Regions from separate parts of the Mus musculus genome. Here all the other regions are linked to region 5. The links are chromatin contacts, called in public Hi-C and HiChIP or PLAC-seq maps. All regions are on one chromosome and are shown on one strand. Each heading gives the region's core, a stretch centred on a gene start, on an enhancer-like site or on the middle of the called end of the contact. The rest is flanking DNA. Distances are from core to core; before and after follow the strand shown.

What was found. A called contact is a pair of places that touch in the nucleus more often than the background predicts. HiChIP or PLAC-seq counts read pairs in DNA pulled down with a chosen protein or histone mark.
Region 1: a contact with region 5 is called in a Hi-C map of cortical neurons, with 2.1 times the contacts expected there. The contact joins two enhancer-like sites. A contact is called at or near these places in 5 of 39 promoter capture datasets (the C10 cell line, the HPC-7 cell line, cranial neural crest and 1 more), 6 of 484 Hi-C or Micro-C datasets (cerebral cortex, cortical neurons, embryonic stem cells and 1 more) and 1 of 9 other capture datasets (embryonic stem cells).
Region 2: a Hi-C map of the N1E-115 cell line shows a contact between it and region 5, with 7 times the contacts expected there. The contact joins two enhancer-like sites. A contact is called at or near these places in 4 of 39 promoter capture datasets (the HPC-7 cell line, embryonic stem cells and liver) and 3 of 484 Hi-C or Micro-C datasets (the N1E-115 cell line and embryonic stem cells).
Region 3: a contact with region 5 is called in an H3K4me3 HiChIP or PLAC-seq map of forebrain, with 5 times the contacts expected there. The contact joins the promoter of Kndc1 here to the enhancer-like site in region 5. A contact is called at or near these places in 9 of 39 promoter capture datasets (the 3T3-L1 cell line, the C10 cell line, cranial neural crest and 4 more), 1 of 484 Hi-C or Micro-C datasets (nephron progenitors) and 7 of 115 datasets of contacts at active chromatin or transcription factors (VIP interneurons, embryonic stem cells, forebrain and 2 more).
Region 4: an H3K4me3 HiChIP or PLAC-seq map of forebrain shows a contact between it and region 5, with 3 times the contacts expected there. The contact joins the promoter of Msx3 here to the enhancer-like site in region 5. A contact is called at or near these places in 3 of 39 promoter capture datasets (the C10 cell line, embryonic stem cells and hippocampal neurons), 1 of 15 datasets of contacts at CTCF or cohesin (hippocampal excitatory neurons), 13 of 484 Hi-C or Micro-C datasets (the N1E-115 cell line, cerebral cortex, cortical neurons and 2 more), 5 of 115 datasets of contacts at active chromatin or transcription factors (craniofacial prominence, embryonic stem cells, forebrain and 2 more) and 1 of 9 other capture datasets (embryonic stem cells).

What each region holds. Positions count from the first base shown.
Region 1 is chr7:139,997,693-140,001,614 of GRCm38.p6, forward strand. It overlaps Tubgcp2 (tubulin, gamma complex associated protein 2), which reads right to left. Exons shown (of 18, transcript NM_001286007.1): 12 at 3,734-3,906; 13 at 3,323-3,451; 14 at 1,535-1,655; 15 at 1,077-1,220; 16 at 280-408. Among named protein-coding and RNA genes, the nearest start is that of Adam8, 7.1 kb to the left of the region's middle. Within about 2 kb of position 1,444, at least 11 of the 459 cell types and tissues checked have an H3K27ac peak or open chromatin away from gene starts, as enhancers often do. A contact at or near this core is called in cerebral cortex and cortical neurons, where this site is marked.
Region 2 is chr7:139,306,309-139,310,498 of GRCm38.p6, forward strand. No RefSeq gene overlaps it. Among named protein-coding and RNA genes, the nearest start is that of Gm32486, 11 kb to the left of the region's middle. Within about 2 kb of position 2,928, at least 89 of the 459 cell types and tissues checked have an H3K27ac peak or open chromatin away from gene starts, as enhancers often do. A contact at or near this core is called in the N1E-115 cell line, where this site is marked.
Region 3 is chr7:139,892,750-139,896,943 of GRCm38.p6, forward strand. It overlaps Kndc1 (kinase non-catalytic C-lobe domain (KIND) containing 1), which reads left to right and starts at 1,947. Exons shown (of 31, transcript NM_177261.4): 1 at 1,947-2,539. The coding sequence starts at 2,438.
Region 4 is chr7:140,047,470-140,051,287 of GRCm38.p6, forward strand. It overlaps Msx3 (msh homeobox 3), which reads right to left and starts at 1,619. Exons shown (of 2, transcript NM_010836.3): 1 at 1,317-1,619; 2 at 1-671. The coding sequence starts at 1,530. The coding sequence ends at 271.
Region 5 is chr7:139,614,661-139,618,480 of GRCm38.p6, forward strand. It overlaps Cfap46 (cilia and flagella associated protein 46), which reads right to left. Exons shown (of 59, transcript NM_001302546.1): 42 at 3,680-3,808; 43 at 3,420-3,599; 44 at 2,772-2,942; 45 at 1,516-1,613; 46 at 914-990; 47 at 401-495. The region is part of intron 5 of Gm33031 (a long non-coding RNA gene); the gene reads left to right. Among named protein-coding and RNA genes, the nearest start is that of Nkx6-2, 34 kb to the left of the region's middle. Within about 2 kb of position 1,686, at least 38 of the 459 cell types and tissues checked have an H3K27ac peak or open chromatin away from gene starts, as enhancers often do. A contact at or near this core is called in the N1E-115 cell line, VIP interneurons, cerebral cortex and 4 more, where this site is marked.

The DNA of each region.
Region 1 (3,922 bases), core at 194-2,693, 380 kb after region 5:
CCTAACTTCAGGACCTGAGTGTCTCCCTTCGTAGAGGTAAATGCCAGAGAAAGGCAACTGAAGGTCTCTGCCTTAGTCAGACTTGTTCTGTAGCTGAACCTGGTTCTGAACAGCTGATCTCTTGCCTCCACTTTCCAAGTGCTGGGATTCTGGGTATAAGCCACCACCCGGCTTTATAATGTCTGTCTTGTTTAAGGTTTTATTTTCTTAAGTTTGCAATGCTAATACTGTCGTAGCTTAGAAGGAAGGTCTTTCTGGATAAGCCCCATGGCCACATACCTTCCTGGTAAGCTCCTTCCGGGGGCGATCCTCAATCCGTTCAGTCTCTGTGGGTGGCCCCTGCACACTACCCTGATCCAGTGTCAGACGGCCTAGCTCACTGTCCAGTTTCATACTCTGTGTAAATTTCTAAAGGTGAGTCATGAGGAAAGGTTATGGTTAGCTTCATATACAGTGTGCCACACAAGACAGCAAGTACCGACAGGTGCACAGTACCCAACCCAGAGACACAGGAACACAGAGCTCTAGACAGGATGTTAGTTCTTAGCATTCCCAGGTCTACATTTTTCAGTGACTACCAACTGAGTTTCCTAAGGACATAGTTAGTTGTCTTGTGTTTCCTATGTGGGAATTAACACGGCCCCTAAACATCTAAGGAATGAGCCTCACAGCCCTGATCCCTCCATAACCTAGAACCACCTACATTTTCTACCTCCTGACTGCTCTGAAGTACTGCCTAAAGACTCCCTGGCTCCCAGCATCCTCCAGCCCAGAGACCCCAGACTACCCTTCTGTCACTGACGTTTTCTGCATTATTTGCACAACTGCTCGAGATAAGTTCAATCATGTTTAATACTCAGTTTTGACAAATGAATGCAAAGGCATTTGGAAGAGACCTAAGACAGAGACCAGCACAGGGATGCTGAGAAATAAGGCGGCCCTTGAAAGCTTCACAGCCAGAATGGGATGGCCTGGCCACAAAGACCAGGAGCTCTGCAAGGCAGAGGTTGTGGGACAGAGCAGCACGTGGCAACAGCCTAGACATACCCACGCTCCCACGGCCTCCTTGTCCTCACCTGCATACAGTTGGTAAACATGACGCATACGGACATGAGCTTGGAGAAAACCTTCAGCAGCTCAGGGTTGGTCAGCATGCAGTCCTTCAGGCAGTTGTCAAGGAAGCTTGTGTGGTGGCCAAGGACATCGTCAATGTTGGAGGCCTGCAAACAAAGGCCGGGGACGTCACCGAAGATCCTGGGCATGTTGTTTTCAGTTCTGGCTTGGTACCCTATTGCCTGTATGTTGCCATTGTCTCAATGGGCCTGTGATCTCTTAAAGACTACTTGTCTTTCTCCCTTCTTTCTCTGTCTCCTCTCATCTCTCTCATGAACATGAGCAGCAAGCAGGCAGATGGGAGGCGGTGGACATTTTTGTGGTTGCCATAACACCCCCCTAGCACATGATGCTGTTATGAAATGCATTCTGGCTGGGACAGAGCCTCTCAGATGCTATAATTTACAGAGCAGAAACTCACAGATTTCAGGTTTTTCTCAAGGATGTGCCAGGTCGGTTCCATCACTTCAAACATCATGTAGTACTGAATATTCTGGACAAAGTTGAGCATTCGCTGCCGCAGAGTGAAAGCACCAGCAAACCTGAGTACACAAGGAACAGGTACTGAGTGCACAAGGAACAGGTACTGAGTGCACAAGGAACAGGTACTGAGTGCACAAGGAACAGGTACTGAGTGCACAAGGAACAGGTACTGAGTGCACAAGGAACAGGTACTGAGTGCACAAGGAACAGGTACTGAGTGCACAAGGAACAGGTACTGAGTGCACAAGGAACAGGTACTGAGTGCATAAGGAACAGGTACTGAGTGCACAAGGAACAGGTACTGAGGAGGTGATGCAGATACAGCACGAAGCTCATGTAGCGCATGGTGATGGCTTCCACCTAACTCCACAGCAGAGTGGACTCTCATGATCCTAGTTCTCCTGTGCTGATAGCCCAGACACAGGGACAAATGACATTAACAAGATGTCTGAGTGCTGAGGTCAGTCTGAAGACACTCACTCCCACCTCTGGCTTCATCAGGGTGTCACTGATGTCCTACCCAGTACAACTCTCATTCCCTGCATCCTGAAAAGGGAATGACAAACAGCCGTAGCATGGAGACATGGAGCATGGACCTGTAGCTGACTACACCACCCAGAGCAGGTGTGAGGTTTGAATGCCATGTCCCCAGTTGGTGGCTGTTTGGGGAGGTTTAAGATGTGTAGCCTTGTTGTAAGAAGTGTGTTACTGGAGGTAGACTTTAAAGGTTTCAAAAGACTAGCAACATTTGCGACCTCTCACTATCCTGTCTCCTGCTTCACTTCAAGTTGTGAGCTCTTGGCTGCTGTTCCAGCTGCCATGTCTGTCTGCTGCTGCCATGCTCTTGGCCATGATGGTGATGGACTCTCATCCCTCTGGAACCATGAGTCCAAAATAAACTTTCTTCCATACTTTGTCTTGGTTTTGGTGTTTCATCACAGCAGTAGAAAAGTAGTTAAGATGTCAGGTAGGTAGTAATGCCAAGAACTACCACCATGGCTGGCTCCACACACTTGTGTTCTACTGGGACAATTCTTTCCCAGATCTATTTTCTTTTTAATTATATGTATGTGTCATGTGTATGTGGTATCCTCACATGAATGCAAATGTGAGGCCTTGGAGCTGGCGTTACAGCTGTTCAGTGTGGGCACAGGGAGTAGAGCTTTGGTTCTCCAAGAGCATGGCATGCTTTTAACCCCTGAGCCACCTCTTCAGCTTCCTGAGACAATTCTTAAGAAACTTTACCCTCAAACTCTCCTTTAAACATGAGCCAGCCCCACACACTAGTGTACAAAAGGTGACCAGAGCACTTCCCAGTACTTCCCACCCTATGCACTCAGAAAGAGAGAATGCAGAGAGGGGCTATGTGCTGTAACAGAGCCTCGAAGTCAGGTCTATGAGGATCTGGACAGTGAGTGTGCAGCTAATGGGGAAGCCATGAAAGTGGATAAGCTAGAAGTGACTTCCAAACAACGTTTTCAGACTCAAAGAGCAGAGCCACTTCTCTTAGCATGACAGAGGGCAGACCAGACACACCACTTCTCTTAGCATGACAGAGGGCAGACCAGACACACTACTTCTCTTAGCATGACAGAGGGCAGACCAGACACACCACTTCTCTTAGCATGACAGAGGGCAGACCAGACACACCACTTCTCTTAGCATGACAGAGGGCAGACCAGACACACCACTTCTCTTAGCATGACAGAAGGCAGACGAGACACACCACTTGGCGGAGTGCAGTGCATGCTGCTTGGCCGTCTTGTTGCTGATCCAGACACTGCAGAGCTGCCGCTCCACGTGCTTGCAGTAGAACATGTGTCGGAAGAGCATCTGGTAGCGGGTGAGTGCCTTCCTGCAAAGAGGGGCCATGTCAGCAACCTGGACAAGGCAGCCCGTGCTGCTGACTGGGCTGCACCAACAGGGAGTAAGAACAACCCAGCAGCCTACAGGGTGAGGCTGCCCAAGCAGGCAGTTCTGACTCCCATCCACCCCGCACTGAGCTGGAAAAGCAAACAAGTTTCTTAATACGAGCAGAGGTTAAATACCAACTGAAAAGCCTGATCTGAAAGGTCAGGAACAGCTCAGTGGTGAGCACTTGCCTGAGCATAAAGAGCCTGGGTCACATAGGACTCACCTGTTAATAATCAGTGACAGGGGCCATTTGACCATGTAGTCAAAGGAGAAGGCCTCCAGACCACTCAGTGTGAGCTCCGTGGGGTCAGCATGGGTCATTGCCTTTTCCTGCTTGGTCTCGATGGCCAGAACCCGCAAAAGCTGAGTGATTAGGTCGTGAGGCATCAGTTCAATCTGGGGAGGTGGAAGA
Region 2 (4,190 bases), core at 1,678-4,177, 310 kb before region 5:
AACAACCACTATATTCATTGTGTGTTTCCTTGCTTACAAGAGACTGTCACAACCCCACTAGTTGATTGCTGATATTTCTTTATGGAAAGAGGGTGTGGGGAGGGTGAGAGGACTCTTACCTGAGACTCCATTCTTCTTCCAACCTAATAGCAGGGAGGTGGAGATCATATAGGCTGGAGAAGGCTACCTGAAAGGGCCTTTATCTCTGTGGCTATGGGAAGCCATCACTTATGCTGGGGTCTAATTTGGGGGGGGGTTTCTTTTCTCTTCTTCCTTTCTTTCTTTCTTTCTTCCTTTCTTTCTTTCTTTCTTTCGGTTTTTTGAGACAGGGTTTCTCTGTATAGCCCTGGCTGTCCTGGAACTCACTCTGTAGACCAGGCTGGCCTCGAACTCAGAAATCCTCCTGCCTCTGCCTCCCGATTGCTGGGATTAAAAGCATGCGCCACCACTGTCTGGCAGGGTCTGATTTTCTAATGCAGCTTTTTAGGGTGATCCACACTCTGGCCGGTGATTCCTCATCCCTACTCTCAAGTAATCCTAAGAAACTGATTGGTTCCCCAGGGTGAACTTTGGTTTGTCATTGGTACCTTATAAGGAGAAGGCTGATGTTGTTACATCTCTCCAGGGAAGGGAATGTCAAAACAGAGGAGTAACTCTCCCTTGAATACCTCCTAGTGCCTGGGAGCAGCCTGGGTCTCCAGGATACAGCATCATTACACGACATAAGCAATTGATGGGGTCCCTCCCACCAATGGTGAACATTCAGAGTGGCCACTGGCACTTGAGGGGACACTGACTGGCAGGGACTTAAGGGCCTGGGAAATAGCCTGCTGCCCTCTTGAGGATAGTCATTGACACCCTTGGGTGAACACTAGAATTCATGGGCAAAGTCTGGACCATTACTTGACCTACTCCCAGGGTAAGCTGAGCAGGAAGTATCATGAGACAGCACTGTCCAGGGCTCCCGCTGGGGACCATGGCTCAGGAAGCTCCCTAATGGAAGGCTGCCATGTGTGACAACCTATGATTCTTCTCCCTCCTTTTGTGTTAGACCTACCGGGGGAAGGAAGCATGTTAGGCACTCATTATGCCACAGGGTGGGTGGGGGAAGCTGCCCCTTTCCCTCAGTCATCTGACTTCTCCCCTCCCTACTTTGTTTTCACTAGGAAAGGGGTCTGGGGAAAGACAGTGGGGCTGGGAGCATCTAGAGACCTGACTGGAGATGGGGGTACAAGCATCCCCTGGATGTACCAGAAAACTAGGCAGCCAGAACACTTCAGGAGGCTGTCCTAACTGTAAGAGAGTGTTATACCCTGGATGGCGTCCTGCTCCTAGGAAGATGTTGTGCCTTTGGGAGGATATCCTAGCCCTGGGAGACATCTCATCCCTGAGAGGGTATTCTGGCCCTGAGGAAGATATCCTCATCTTGGGAGGGTGTCCTGTCCCTGGAAGGGTGTGTCATCCTTAAAGAAGGAGCCCTGGCCCTGGGAGGGTTCTAAATACTGACAGTGCTAGTGTGCTGTTGTTGTTGTTGTTGTTACTTGCCTAGTTACTTCTGAGGCTTTCCCCTGGCAGGTGTAGTGGTAGGCAATGGGACAAGTAGTGGCCACTAGTCCCCTTCTTGGTAGTAGTCAGAAAGAACTGCAGGAGCTACCAACCCTGGACCTCTCGTGGCTGATAGCCTTAATCTAAGTGCTGTCAAAGACACATCAACCAGAGGCCGGGCGTGGTGGTGCACGCCTTTAATCCCAGCACTTGGGAGGCAGAGGCAGTCAGATTTCTGAGTTCGAGGCCAGCCTGGTCTACAGAGTGAGTTCCAGGACAGCCAGGGCTATGCAGAGAAACCCTGTCTCAAAAAAAACCAAACCAAACCAAACCAAACCAACCAACTAAACAAACAAAAAGACACGTCACCCAGGACCTTATCACCTCAACAAACCAGCCAGCACCAGATACCATGTAACACCAGGTAGGAACACCATGTAACGCCAGTTTGGTAGCCCTGTGCCCCAGTCTGTTCACAGCCTACCTCCATTGGAACAAGAGTATAGTGTCTCCTTCAGGGCAGTTCATATTGTCCCCATACCCCCAGAGCTTTGTGGGACAACTCCTTTCTTCAGTTGTGAGAGGCCCAGGAGCAGGCTTGACAGGGCAACGTGGACCCAACAGGTCTGGCATTGTCCATGTTTGGAAAAATGACACTCCTGATACCCCTGCATCCTCCTGGAGGCCCCCAGAGAGCCACGCTGGGGCTGCCCAGCCCTGCCTACATATTTGGAAGGGCCGTTGCAGCCCCAGCCAACTCCTCATGTTCTCTGGCTGAGCCGAAAGCCAGCATGTTCTTCCAAGCCTGGAAACTCCCAGAAAGAGGGAAGCTGGCCTCACTGTACGGAACAGAGCCATCTTGAGGTTGGCCCAGGAATGGCCCTTGTCCTCCAGCAAATGTCCAAAGAAACACCACACTGTCTACTCTGCCTGAAGGAACAACCAGTCACGGGCAAGCAGAACCAGGGAACACACACAAGTGGGTCTGGGACAGGCCTGGGGCAAACCAGTTAGAGGAACTTTTAATTTGTGAGTTAATCCAGACCATTAGGTCAATGCTGCTGAGGATGAAAAGGGAAACTGAGTCCCACAGTCTAACCAATTAGCTCCTCGGAAGTGATTAAGCTGGCCTTGGTCTCCTGGCTCCTCTCTTTCAGTCTCAGTGTCTCAGAAAGCCCACTGCCACATCAGGGGGCCTGGGGCTCAGAAGGTTACCCCCAACTCCACAGCAGGATGGATGGAATGTATGTCCCTACTTCAGTCCCTGGGCACAGGCCTCCTGGAGTTGATATAACTGCTGAGGTCACTGTCTTAGGAGAGCACTCACTGCTGGCCCTAGCGGTGGGAAAGGAAGCAGCCAGGCCTGTCCTGAGTCAGCCCATCTGGTTTTCTTCTCTGGCCAGGAGTCTAAAGGAGCCTGGGCCTGCCCCAGCCCAGAAGCTTCCAAGATGCTCTGCAGGCCAAGGCAGGCCCCTCCCACTCCCCAGGCAGGACCAAGAGTCAGCCACTTGCCGGCTGGGGCTCTGAGCCATATTGACCTCTCAGGACCTCCTTGCTCTGAGATATGAAAGAGACCATGAGGATCTTAAGCACAGAGAATCTCCACCCATGGCAGCCCAGGGAACCACTAGCCCAAGCTGCCTCCTTCCTGGCACCAGCCCCAGGTCCCTCTGTACAGGCCTGGCTTGGAAAAGTCATATGTAGAAACCTAGGAGCCTCAGTTCCCAGTCCCTTGCCAGATATAGCTTAGACCAGAGCAAAGCCTCCTCCCCTTTCATTCTTTCTTTCCTTCTTTCCTTCTTTCTTTCTTTCTTTCCTTCTTTCCTTCCTTCCTTCCTCCCTCCCTCTCTCCCTCCCTCCCTCCCTCCTTCTCTTCCTCCCTCCCTCCCTCCCTCCCTCCCTCCCTCCCTTCCTTCCTTCCTTCCTTCCTTCTTTCCTCTAGCCCTCTCCCTAACTCCCCTCCCCCATCTTCTGCCTCTCTCTATGGGTGTGTGAATGCTGTTTTTGAGGCAGGGTTTCACTATATAGCCCTGGATACCCTGAAACTCTCTGTATAGACTGGGCTAGCTTCAAACTCACAAAAATCTGCTTATCTCCCCCTGCCTGGAATTTAAGGCATGTGCTACCATGCCCACTCCTCTCCATGTGTTTTTGAGTCAGGTCTCTCTATGTAGTTTAGGCTGGTCTAGAACTTGGGATCTTCCCGACTCTGCCACCCAAGGGCTAGAATTATAGGCATAAGCTATGGTACTCTCAGTCCTAGAGCCTCTCTATCTGCTCCTACAGGCTACCCACTCTTATCAGACCAAAAGACTTGGGGGCTAATGAGGCTAAGTTGAGCAGAAACCAGGGGTTCCAGTGATCATGAGGCTGGGTATAGTGGTATAAGCCTTTTATCCTAGCACTCAGGATGCAGAGGCAGGTGGATCTCTGTGAGTTTGATGCCAGTCTAGTCTACAATAGGAGACTGCTTCAAAACAAACAAGCCAGCAAACAGAGATATAAAGGCCCTGCAGATACCCCCCCCCCCCGGCTTCTGTGAGAGCAGACACCAAGTGCAATGGCCTAATGGCAGCATCCTGCCCTGCCCTTTGCTTCAGGTGCTGTGCTCAGAACACCATGCAGTAAGCACCCCTCCCATTCCT
Region 3 (4,194 bases), core at 697-3,196, 280 kb after region 5:
AGAGAGCCGATAGGTCTGAGCTGTCCAAAATCCCCTCCCCATTCCTCACAGCATTCATGCCCTAGCCCTATGAAGGAGCCATGGTGTTACCCAAGCCAGAAGGCAAGACTTGACTGTTGCAGCAAAAGCTGAGTCCACGTCTGTATTCAAACTTAACCCAAGATGGATACTCCTTTTCCCCTGAAGTAAACGGTGCATCATTAGAGCCAGAAACTGTATAGTGTGGTCACCCCATAAGTCTTGGGTTGCCTGCCCCTTCCAGTTGATGTTAGGTCTTTTCCTTAAACCCAGGGTTCAAAGGCATCTGTGAAGCCACCTGACAAAGTCCCACCTTGGCCACCACCAGGCCCCAGAGCCTTGTCTTTCTGGTCATACCTACCTAGGTTCCTCAAGAGAGCATGGAGTCTGAAGAAAGGCAGAGCACAGGCTGAGATGCACCAGCTGTGGCGTGCACAGGCTTAGGGAGCACAGATGGGATGAGCGTCAACTAGAGGAAAGCACTAAGCTTCAGGGAGCACTGCCTGTGGAGAGAGCACAGGCTGGGAAGCATAAGCCTGGGCAGCACAGATTTGGAGAGCACAGGCTCAGGGGAACAGGCTCAGGGGAACAGGCTCAGGACAACATAGGCTACAGAGGAGCACAGACTTGGGAGCACCTTTTGTAGGGAGCACAGACTGGGATAAGAGCGTGGCTGGAGGAGCACAAGCTGAGGGCATCACAGCCTACAGAGGAGGATAAACTAAGGGAGCACGGGCTGGAGGGAGTGGATTGAAGAACAGGCTGGGGAGCACAGGCTGGGTGGAGGACAGGCTGGGTGGAAGACAGGCTGGAAGTGTACAGGCTGGGTGGAGGACAGGCTGGGGAGCACAAGCTGGGCAGAGGACAGCCTGGGAGTGTACAGGCTGAGTGGAGGACAGGCTGGGGAGCACAGGGTGGGTGGAGGACAGGCTGGGGAGCACACAACAAGGAGAGGATAGGCTGGAAGTGTACAGGCTGGGTAGAGAACAGGTTGGGGAGCACAGACCAGGGGAAGACAGACTGGGGAGCACAGACCAGGGGGAGGACAGGCTGGGGAGCACAGACCAGGGAGAGGACAGGCTGGAAGTGTATAGGCTGGGTGGAGAACAGGTTAGGAGAGCACAGACCAGGGCAGCACATGGAGGAAAAGGTGGCTGAGAAGCATCAAAGCTTGAACAAAGGAAGGAGTCAGCTTGGCCCAAAGCAGCGGACTGAGGCACAGGGCTCAGCCATCTATCTAGAGCCCGGAGACAGGTTGCAGCTAAAGCCCGGGAGTCCAAACAGTGTCTGCTGGTCACATCTGCCCCCTTCTGACCCAAAACAGTGTTGGAGGAGTGAGCAGACCTGTGAGATGTCTGTTCTCCAACTCAAGTTTCCAGTACCTTCCATCACCTACCCTGGCTGCAAGCTCTTGAATAGCTAATAATTGGAAGCCCTAAGGGCAGGCTGTTGAGAATTAGCATCCCTAACTGCGTTGTATCCTTGGACTCTGCATGACCAGTTACAAACCCACCCTCCTTCACTCAAGGAGCGCATAGCAGAGTGTCTACTATTATGTCTGATCAGTCTAGGCTCTAGGGATAGAGCCAGCAATGCCAGGAGCCGATCTGACCTACAGTGTGCTTCAGGAGCTGTGGTCCATAGTTCTGCCAGCTAAGGTTGTAAAGACTGTCAGAAACAAAAACACTAGCCTGTGGAAGGGGTTCTATGTCTGTCCTTTGCCAAGTTTGGGAGAGCCATGTAGTCCTTTGCTGTGCTTGTGGTGAATGAACTCTGATTCTCTGCCCATCACTGGACCCAGCCAAGGAAAAGACTCCAGGAGCTAAAGAACCCAGTACCTGCCCCAGTCCGTGGCTGCCACTGGAGGTGACTGCAGCAACCCCGCCCCTGGGTTGGGTGGGGCGGGAACTGCGAAAGTCCTGAGGACCAGTGTGATCTAGGTGGGCTCAGCCTTGGTACCCTCAGTCTAGGTAGGTGCAGACCCCTAGGATGGCCGCTGCGCGGAGTGGCTCCGCCCCGAACTGTCACAGACAGCGCAGGCAGGCGCAGGGTGCACCCCGGAGGCTGACGTAGTTGAAGACATCTGCGGAGCCCAAACTCGGCCCCGGCCCGCCAGTGACCACGGCCCTCAGGGAGCCACCCCCGGCCCCGCCCCAGGCGTCCCCGCGCCACCGTTTGGCGACACTGCGGCAGGCAGCGGGCGCGTTGCCATGGCGGCCGGGCGCGCGTAGCTGGCGGTGCCCAGCTCAGCCCGGCAGGCTCAGAGGCGGCAGCCAGCTTGGACCGGGATCTGCCCGGGAAAGGACCCGCCAGAGAGGGGATCTGACCCAGAGAAAACCTGCTGGGGAGGGGATCCCAGACCGGAGCTCTGTCCAGGGCCAGAGTTGCAACCTGCGCGCAGGCCCTGCTGAGCGCCAAGATGCAGGCCATGGACCCAGCCTCCCGGGGCTTCTACGAGGAAGATGGCAAGGACTTGGACTTCTACGACTTCGAGCCGCTCCCCACCCTGCCGGAGGATGAGGTGAGCCCGTCCCAGAAGCCCACCTGCTCCAGAAAAGGGGTGGGGAAAAGAAGTGGGTGGAACACAGCTCTTCTGCTGCATAGATTCTGGCCCCTCATAGTAGCAACTGCTAGGGGATCCTGTCCTCAGCCCCACCCGCCACAGAACAGCTGGAATGCTATATGGGACAGCAATGGGACTGTCCCTGTAAAGTTGGCTACTGGAGGAATGGGCTCTTGGTTTTAATCCTTGAACAGAATTGGGGGGGGGAGGGTGAAGATTCTGGCAGGTAGGGACAATAGGGACACACCTGACCTCCACAGCTGGCCAGGTGTTGAAGCAGATGAGCTTAGGAATGGCCAGTGAGACCCCTTCCCATCATTGAGGGTTCTTCCTTCTCTGGAAAAACCTTCCTCCCCCAAGTTCCCTGAGAGCCTCTAGTACAGAGTGGCTGGAGCTACACAGAGCCCCTCTTGGTTGGAGAAGCGAGGGACCCCTTCCCTAAGCCCCCAAACAATGGTCATGCACAAACTCCATGTTTTGAAAAAGCATGGCAAGCAGCCCCCCCCAAAAAAATGCTCCCGGGGGTATCTTGAGCTCCCTCAAGAATACAGGACCTTTGAGGAGCTCCTCCAAACCAGGCTCTGGAGTCCCTGTAAAGAATACACCATTCTTTAGTCCCTGAAATACCCTGGTGCTAGAGACCCTCCACCAGCCTTTGCAGCTGGTCTGGCCAGCAGATGAGTGAAAGTTAGCCAGAATCCTCCTGAAGCATAAGCCTGTGTGGTCTGCAGCACCAGGCCCTGGCAGCTCTTCCCTTCCTTTTCCCTAAAAGAGTGGGCTCTGAAAGCATTTTTAAAAAATTGCTCCTGCCTGTCCCACCTCCAGGGCCCTCTGAGTAGTGCTGGGGTTGGTGCTGCCCCCCACCCCCACCCCTGAGTGGCCTGGATTTGGTGCAATTTAAGGCTGTGAAGAGGAGAGTCCAGGGAATAAATAAACCTTTGGACATCTCGCTGGCTTTGATGGGAAAGAAAGGATGCGCTCAGCACACGGCCTTCAGAACTGCTGGAGGACAGGACATGTTCTAGGGTATCCGTGGGAGCCTGAGCTCTCGGTTGCCAATAGAAGCAGATCTGAGAACCTCTGTGGCCTTTTGTATCAGCCACTGAGCTTGGAGGGCTCACTCTGAGCCTGGCATTTGAGGCAGTGGGTACCACTACATCAAGGGAACCTAAGCCTGCAGGTGGAAGCTGAGCCTTATACCCAGAGTGCCATCTGTTTACCATGCCCTGATAGCTTCTGTATGAGAAATGTCCTCGGTCCCTCTGGATTGGAGAGGTTTCACATTCACAGTGCATGAGATAGCCATCCTCTGACTGCGGTGAGTCCTTGGTGTGAAATGGAATTCCCCCATTTTAATGGCATTCAGTGGGATGTTCAGGTGAGCCTCTCACCTGAGCAAAAGTGTTATTTTTATTCCTCTAAACAGGAGGTAGCTAGTAATAGGGCTCAGCTGGAGGGTGCTTGTCTAGCATGCACAAGGCTTCGGATTCACAAGGAAACTGAACAACAGAAACCGAGTCTCTAAAATAAGAGAAGAGTCTGAGGGTCCTGGCCTGGCGCCGACAGAATCCCATGTCTAAGAATTCAGCTGAGATTAGATTTTAGGCTTCCTG
Region 4 (3,818 bases), core at 369-2,868, 430 kb after region 5:
AGAACTGCTTTTGTCTGTTTCAAGGACTATATGACGGTGTGTTTTCTTTCAGAAAAACAGATTGATGTGGGCAAGGTTTTAGGAAGGTTTAAAGTATTTGTAAGATGTCTATAAATAGGCTCCAGTCATCAAGTATAACACCGTATAAACAGGAGGAGGGGGGGGGGGAAGACTAAAATGAAAAGTCAAAAGTTACCAGGAGCATCAGCGGCAGGCAGAACTGTGCGCAACCCTGAGCCTAACCAAGAGGTTAGGGCTTGATTCCATGATCTAAGACAAGTAGTACATGCCATAGGCCGCGACAGGCCCGGCGAGGATCCCAGGAACCGCGTTGCCGCCGAAAGTGGCCGCGGAGCTGTGCAGCTGGGTGCCCAGCGGGAAGGGCAGGGCAAACGCCGCCGGCAGTAGTGGCTTCGCTGCCAGCTTCAGCTTCTCCAGCTCAGCTTCCTGCAGCCGCTTGGCTTTGGCTCGGCGGTTCTGAAACCAGATCTTGACCTGAGTCTCAGTGAGGCTCAAGCTGCTGGAGAACTCGGCGCGCTCCGCAATGGATAAGTATTGCTTCTGGTGAAACTTGCGCTCAAGCGCCAGCAGCTGCGCGGTGGTGAATGGCGTCCGTGGTTTGCGATTGGTTTTGTGTTTGCGGAGGGTGCAGGGTGGAGGGCTCGGGGCACCTGAAAGGAAAGAGAAGCGCAGGGCGAGCGCTCAAACTCTGGCTGCACACCCCTATTTCGACCGACCTTCTTCCACCCTTACAAAGGAAGGTTGGTGCTCCGTGGCTCCGTGAGTGCTCCGCTCAGCGGTCCCCAAAGCCACGTGGATAAGCAAACCAAGGAGGCAGGGGAGTGGAGGAGGCGCCCTAGACTTAGGTCTGCTCTCCCAACCCGTGATCTTGCACCCCAACTAAACTGGGGACTAACTATTTGGAAAAAGAGCTAAACTGGGCCTGGAGGCTGTCCAATAACCGAAGACGAGTAGCGGTCAGGTCTCCAAACAGACCAGTTAGCTGTCGGGGGCATACGCAAAGTGGGCAAGGGGTGCAGGAGCGTGAGCGACCCGGAGCGGAAAAGCATTAAGGGTATTTGTTGTGGGTTGCGGACCTCGACCAAGAAGAGACCTGGACCTGGCGGTTGGGCTGTGCACAATGTTGGGCGCCCACCGCCAGTTATCATTGCTCTTGGACTGAGCCGGTTAATGGCTAGTAATTACTAGCCACTAGTTCGGAGCAACAGTGCGCATACCCCCACCCACCTTGGACTTTCGAGCCTTGACAGCGCGGTCGCTTTTCAGGGCCTGAGACCGGGAGACTGAGCACTTACGTGGGGGACAAGAGTGCGCGACTGGAGGGGGCCAGGCTCCAGGCTTCGAGGCGCCGAGCGGCCTCTCCACCCCCAGCTCCCCAGACTCGGAGCCCGGTACGCGCTCAGCCTCCAGCAGAGACTCGACGCTGAAGGGGAGTGGTCCGTGCTCTGTGTGGCCCCCGCCGCGAGCTTCGAGCCCCGCCGCGTTCATGTCGAATGTCGCCCGGGCCATGCATGGGATGGCGGGTGCGGGGCTAGCCGCCCGGCTGGGACGCGTGGGACCCAGCGGCGGTTTATTTTGCTAGGACCTTGGGCTCTGTGGTTCTCGGGCCCCTCCGCACCCTATAAAAAGGTAGCACCGCTTTCATGCGCCGCTACCCAATGGTTGTTTCAGCCGATGTGCGGGTCTCAGTGCGGGTTGGATTCAGTGTTTCGGGGGCGGGACCGACAGAGAGGGGCGGGGCTTCTGCCTGGGAACTGAGTGCCCCGAGACCTGGGGTAGCATTGTCGTGCCCACGTCAGGATTTCGGGACTTACTGCCGTCTGTAGGAACGCTTATGAAGCTCCTCCAGCGGGAAAAGCTGAGGGGGCTGTCAGTCTTGGGTAAAGAGATGGTTGGCCTCAGCCTTCTGGAGTGGAGGAATGGACTGCGCGCGAGCGCTCATAGTGGAGCTACGTCCAGGCATCAGTTCTTTGCTGGCACAGTGAGCCTCCGCGCTTAGGCAGAGCGCAGCTATGGGCTCGTGCCTACTACAGTGCTGTTTAATGAGGCTGATCGGCTGTTCTTGCTGCGTTCCTGGCTCGCACGTGTTTTAGTCTGCACCGTGGGGTTCTAATGGGACCAACACGTCTCCTCTACTGATCTCTTGAGGTCGAGTTGTGGCATCTTTAGTTTCGCTTTGGTCTCTCTTTGAGCTCTTGGAGTCTCCAAACATTTTCTGGGCCACTAGCAACTTCGAGGGCTGAACTTGCGTCCCAGTTTGGGCCAGGAATGGGCTAGAAAGACGCGTCCTGGGTCCCAAGCGCAGAGGCCAAGGGAAGATGGTGGAGACAGATCTCTTAGAGGAAGTTAGCATACTAGCCCGTCATGCAGGCACCTCAGGCTGCTCAAACAACTGGATGCTGGGCGCATCGTTGTCTTCTGGTGTCCTGTATTTGCCTGGCGGCCGATGCAAATTCCTGAAAGGCCGCCGGAGAGTATCTCTGTTGATGCAGTCTTTCCTTGACCAGGCAAGCAGTGTGGGAACCTCTTGAAGGCGCTTTAAAAAACAAAACAAAACAAAACAACCCGCCAGCTAAGGATTCTAAGGAAGGGTGGATCTGAGGCCAGATAGAGTCCCTAGCTCCTGGTAATACTTTCCCCCAAATCTCACTGTTCCTTTGGTTTTAAAACAAAACAAAACAAAACAAAACACACACACACTCACACACACACACACACACATCACCAAACAAACAAAAATGTTCTTCTATGTTGCAAAGCAAACTGTGGCGGTAGCGCCATAAAAAGAAACCAGGGCTTTGATTTTAGAATACATTGGGAGGTTGATTTAGGAAATAAAGTCTGATTAATATCCTAGAGCACAAAATCAGCAACCTACATCTCTCTATAAATTTGTTTTAGACAGCCAAAAGTACTTCAATGGAGTACAGCTTTGGGGTTCAGTCTGATTGTTGAGCTCAGTCAGAGAAATTAATTAAAAAGTTTTTCTTCGTGTAAAGTTTGAAGCTGCTCAAAGGGGCTAGCAGAAGATTCCTGGCTGGCTAGACCTAGCGTCTGTTTAATTCGTGCTATAATTCCAGACTGACGACTGCTGCTGTCTTGGAAGGCAGCTATACTCACCATTATGCTACCAACACTTGCCTGCTGCTTTTTTAATGTAACAAAGATGTTCTGAGTTGACTGCTGATAATTGCATCATCAAAACACTGGCAGGAATGCACAAAGAAGATAAACAAACAAAAGGAATAAAGGACAACTTGCCTGTGTGTGAGCAATGTCCCCCAAAGTAGCCTCTGATGGGAGGAAGCAAGAGTCTGTACTTAGGTCTGGCCCAGGGAAAGGGACAGGGTTGTGGGCCAGGAGCAGGTCCAATGGGCAGGGTCCTTCCTGTGAAGCAGTGTAAAGTCTGATCTTAAATTCTCACCCTCCCCCACTTCCTAGAGGGATGCTGATGTCAGTTCTGAGCAGCTCTGCCCAGTGCAAGCCAGATTGGCTCCAGACTGGTAAAAGCACCACCTCAGAGGCAAGGGAGGCAAGAGAGAGGCAGAAAGAGAACCAGAATGGAAGCGGGAAGGAGGGAAGGAGAAGAGGGATCTCTTCCATGGACATGGAGACCTAGACCTCAGCACAACACGCAGTTCTCTCTCTCTCCTATCCCATACACAAGTGACCTGATTAGAAAAGAGCTTGGGCTACAGGGTAGGAGTGGTGGGATGTGAAGGAATCTTTTCTGCCAGCATAGTGGATGTTGGATGTTGGATGTTGGGTGTTGGATTTCAGTTCATGTGGGAACTGAA
Region 5 (3,820 bases), core at 436-2,935:
TCGCTTCCCCAGCACAATGCTCTCGCTTCCCCCAGCACAATGCTCCCAGTGGTTTTCCGGGAACTATCCTGACACCTCATCCCTGTCCCTGTCCCTGTCCTCTGATGACACTGAGGAATGTCCTGCTGATAGGGATCGGCCCAGGACAGGTAACCCTATGCTCTGCAGAGAAGAGGTAGCCAGACCCCTCCTCTGGGGTCACATTCAATCCAAGGACTCAGAGGAGCTCCCCACCTTTCATAGGGCTTCCCCTTCCTCCTCTTGAGTTCTGGGCCCATTACCCGGGCCCAATCCAACCTCAGAGTCTTGTTTTTTCCCTGGGATGGGCTGCAGTCTACAATATGGCTTAGAGTCTCGGGCCTCAAGTGCTTGGGTTCGGGGTCATAATTTGGCTGTGTACCTTGACCCGTGTCTGCCTCTGGAACCACTGGATACTCGTCAACAGGTCAGAGATGGCAGTTGGACTCGTAGCCACCCGAGTTACCTTGCAATAACCTGTCAAAATACACCCGAGGCCTTTACAGGGCTCAGAGCAGAGCTACTGGAGTCGTGTGGGCAGATGGAGACCCTTGTGAGGGTATTTAACCTTGACGTCTCAGAGGGGAGACATGTGATGGGAAGGTCTTCTGGGCACATTGAGTTCCCCCATTCTTCTCTGGGAACATGAGGGCTACTACCCAGAAAGTTCAGGCAGAGGCAAACACAGTGGTGATTGACAGAGGGAGTTCTGGGGAGGCATGGATCCTCTGGATCCCTTAGAGGAACGTGGGGCCTCTATTTTCTCTCGTCTCCTGGGTTCAGTCTCCCTTCCCCTCCCCTGCTCTGTGGTCCTGCTCTGGGGCAAGGATTTCTCCCACCCACTGCAACCCATCTGGAGTCGATGGGAGGAGCCCCTGCTTGTACCCAAGCTTACCGCCCACGGTTATCAGTTTCCCCTTGGGTGAAGGCATGGTCTTTGGTCTCTCAAAGGCAGCACCATACAGACAAGACCTGCAGGCAGAGCAGAGGTCACAGGCCCATTCCCAGGGGAGGTGAACAGGCAAGCACCGAGGTCTCAGGAGCCGAGCGGGCCAGTCTGCAGTCGGCACCCAAACAGGTGCCTTTCAATGTTTATTTTGGCAGACAGAGGCCTAGGAAGCAGTCTGTATAACCCAAGTAAGAGGGAAATTACAGAAGGTCTAGGAGTGCAGGCCTAGCCAGATCTATCTAACAGAGAGACCCTGTGTGAGTGCAGATCAGAGCTCCTTCCTCCCAATACATCCCTCGTCGTCATGGAAATTCACCCCGGTCTTTTCCGGGGGGGGGGGGGTCAGAAGAGGGCTTCCCTTTGTCTCTGGATTGAACGAGTGCCCATGCCTGTCAAGTGGACTAGCTGAGTCTGCCAAGTATGCTTTCCAGATGGCCCAGTTGGCCTCAGGCTAGGGGCAGAGGTGTGGTAAGCTTGCTCTGCCCATGCCTTCTGGCCGGGCTTTCTCAACAGGGTGGAGATTTACAATGGTAGGAGGAAAGCCTCACCTGTCCTGTGAATGCTGCAGAAAGAGGATCCGGAACACGGGTGGGATCTCATTCAGGATGCTGAAATGCTGCTCTGTGACACAGAGGCTCTGCCATGCCTGTGTGTGACAGGGGATGGTCACTCAGAACGGCCACTGCTCTCCCCCAGGTGTCTGGGCTGTGGAATGCATCAGTACCACAAGGGGGCAGCAGAGGAATGAGAAATTCACTGGCTCCTCAAATTGCCCAGCTCTGCCTACTTGTGGATGCAGTTCCCAGAAACCCTAAATAGCATCTCTTCAAGGTCCTTACTGCCTCCTTGAGCCTAGCTAAGGGCTTCCACTTAGCCCTGAGGCTGCAGGCTGCAGACCTATCTTGGGGTCAGTTTACCCAGACCCCCAGTTTTCCTGCTTCCTGTGAGTGAGTACTCCTAGAGGATGCACACACCTCAGGGTCCCCTCTGCCCACGGCAGTCAGCCAGCGTGGGCCCTGAGGGGTACCCCCAGATCTCCTGTGTGAGTTGCTTAATGCGCACAGCTTCAAGACCCAGCTTTGGGTTTGCAAAAATGAAATGATGTCTTAGAAAACTTTTATCAAAGAATAAGAAATAGAGAGAGCCACATAACGCCTACGTGAGGCACCAAGCGGACTCTTCACAATGGCCGTACCCATATGGCAGGTGAAGAGATGGGTCATGTTACCATATGGGGGCTGTGAATGGACTTTATTGGTGGTGGCTTGCTTCTTGCCTAGCCGCTGGCCACCTCAGTGTGTGGGTAGCCTCATCACACTGGTTCATGCAGAAGCTAGCTCTCCTTGCTTCAGTGTGTTTTGTTGTGTGGGTGTACCGATGTACTGTCTTCTCTGGCTGATTTCTCTGGCCTGACTTCATAGGGACCTGTGGAGGCTTATGGGAGTTTAAATAAGGATGACCCATCCCGCAGGGGTGGGGTTTCAAAAACCTATAGACCTTCTCAGTATAAGCTCTCAGCTACTTCTCTGGTGTCATGGCTGCCTGCTGCCAGACATCACTGGCTCTTTACCGGACTTCACCAAGACCTCGACTCCCCTGGGGCAAATAGTGGAAAGGAACTACAATTCTTTCAGCCTTCTTGTGCCTGTACCCATGGCATATGAGATTCAGAGAGGCGGAGAGGTCTTCTAGCACCACGCAGCTAGAGGTGGCACTTAGAGACTGCCCTATTAGCACTCAGTGAGCCAGCTCAGAGGCCAATATAGGTCACAGGAGTGTGTGTTCAGGCTCCCCGGCCCATTACCCTGAAAGAGGAGGCCAGTTTCTGCTCTACACTGGCAAACAGGCTGGTGGACATCTTGTCTTGCTGCCTGAGTCGCTGGTGGAGCTGCAGCAGGGCCGCCAGCTGTGAGCTGCCCGTGTTTTTCGTGGCCGTGAGCAGGACCTTCCGCATCATCTCTGAGGTTGAACAGCTCTGAAGCAGAGCAGACAAGAGTGGTGTGTGCCGTGTAGGAGGGTGGCAGAGGACAACTGAGCCGGGAGTGGCCATCTAGGAGTCTGTGTGTCACCCTCTGCTGGGCCCCTGTCGGACCAGGTGTCAGTGCTATGCCAGCCCTTTCTCCGGAGTCTCAGTATGTTCCATCATAGAGACTCGGTGTGTGTGTGTGTGTGTGTGTGTGTGTGTGGAGGGGGGGGGGATGGGGGAGACAGTGGTGAGTACTGCATGTGTCCACTGAGCTACAAGAACAGTTACATGGCTGGCTTCTATTACTTAAGGACTAGCTTGGCCTGAGGCCCAGAGAACAGGGAGGATCTCTTCTTCTTTCAACCACAGGACCACCCCATCTTGTCTAGTGGACAGCAACAGGGCTGGATGGTGCCAAGGCACTCCCACCCCTGGGGTGACAGGCAGTCAAGGGCCCTTTTGGAGATGGGCAGAGGAGGTCTATACCTGTGACAGTGTTAGGAACTGGCAGGTGGTGATGGGATCCAGGATGCCAATGCATTCCACCATCTCTATGCTGGCAGAGGCCACGATGTCCAGAAGGTTGTTGCTCAGGGAAGTCTGTATACACTGCAGCAATACCTCCGATGTCTGAGCCAGGAACCCCCTCGCCAGCACCATCCTTTTCTGTGGGCAGTGCAAAGCTCAAGCTAAGGTGGGCTCTTCAGGCGGAAGCCACCAGGGGACAGGTAGAGAATGCTGCATACCTTCAGACCTTCAGCCTTTCGGCTTTGCTCCTTGGGGGCTTCCTTGAAGACTGCCGAGGAGGAGGTCTCTACACTCCTGTCCTCTGTGTCTGTCTCCAGCGATCTCAGGCTATCCTTCTTAGTGCCTACCTACAGGGCATA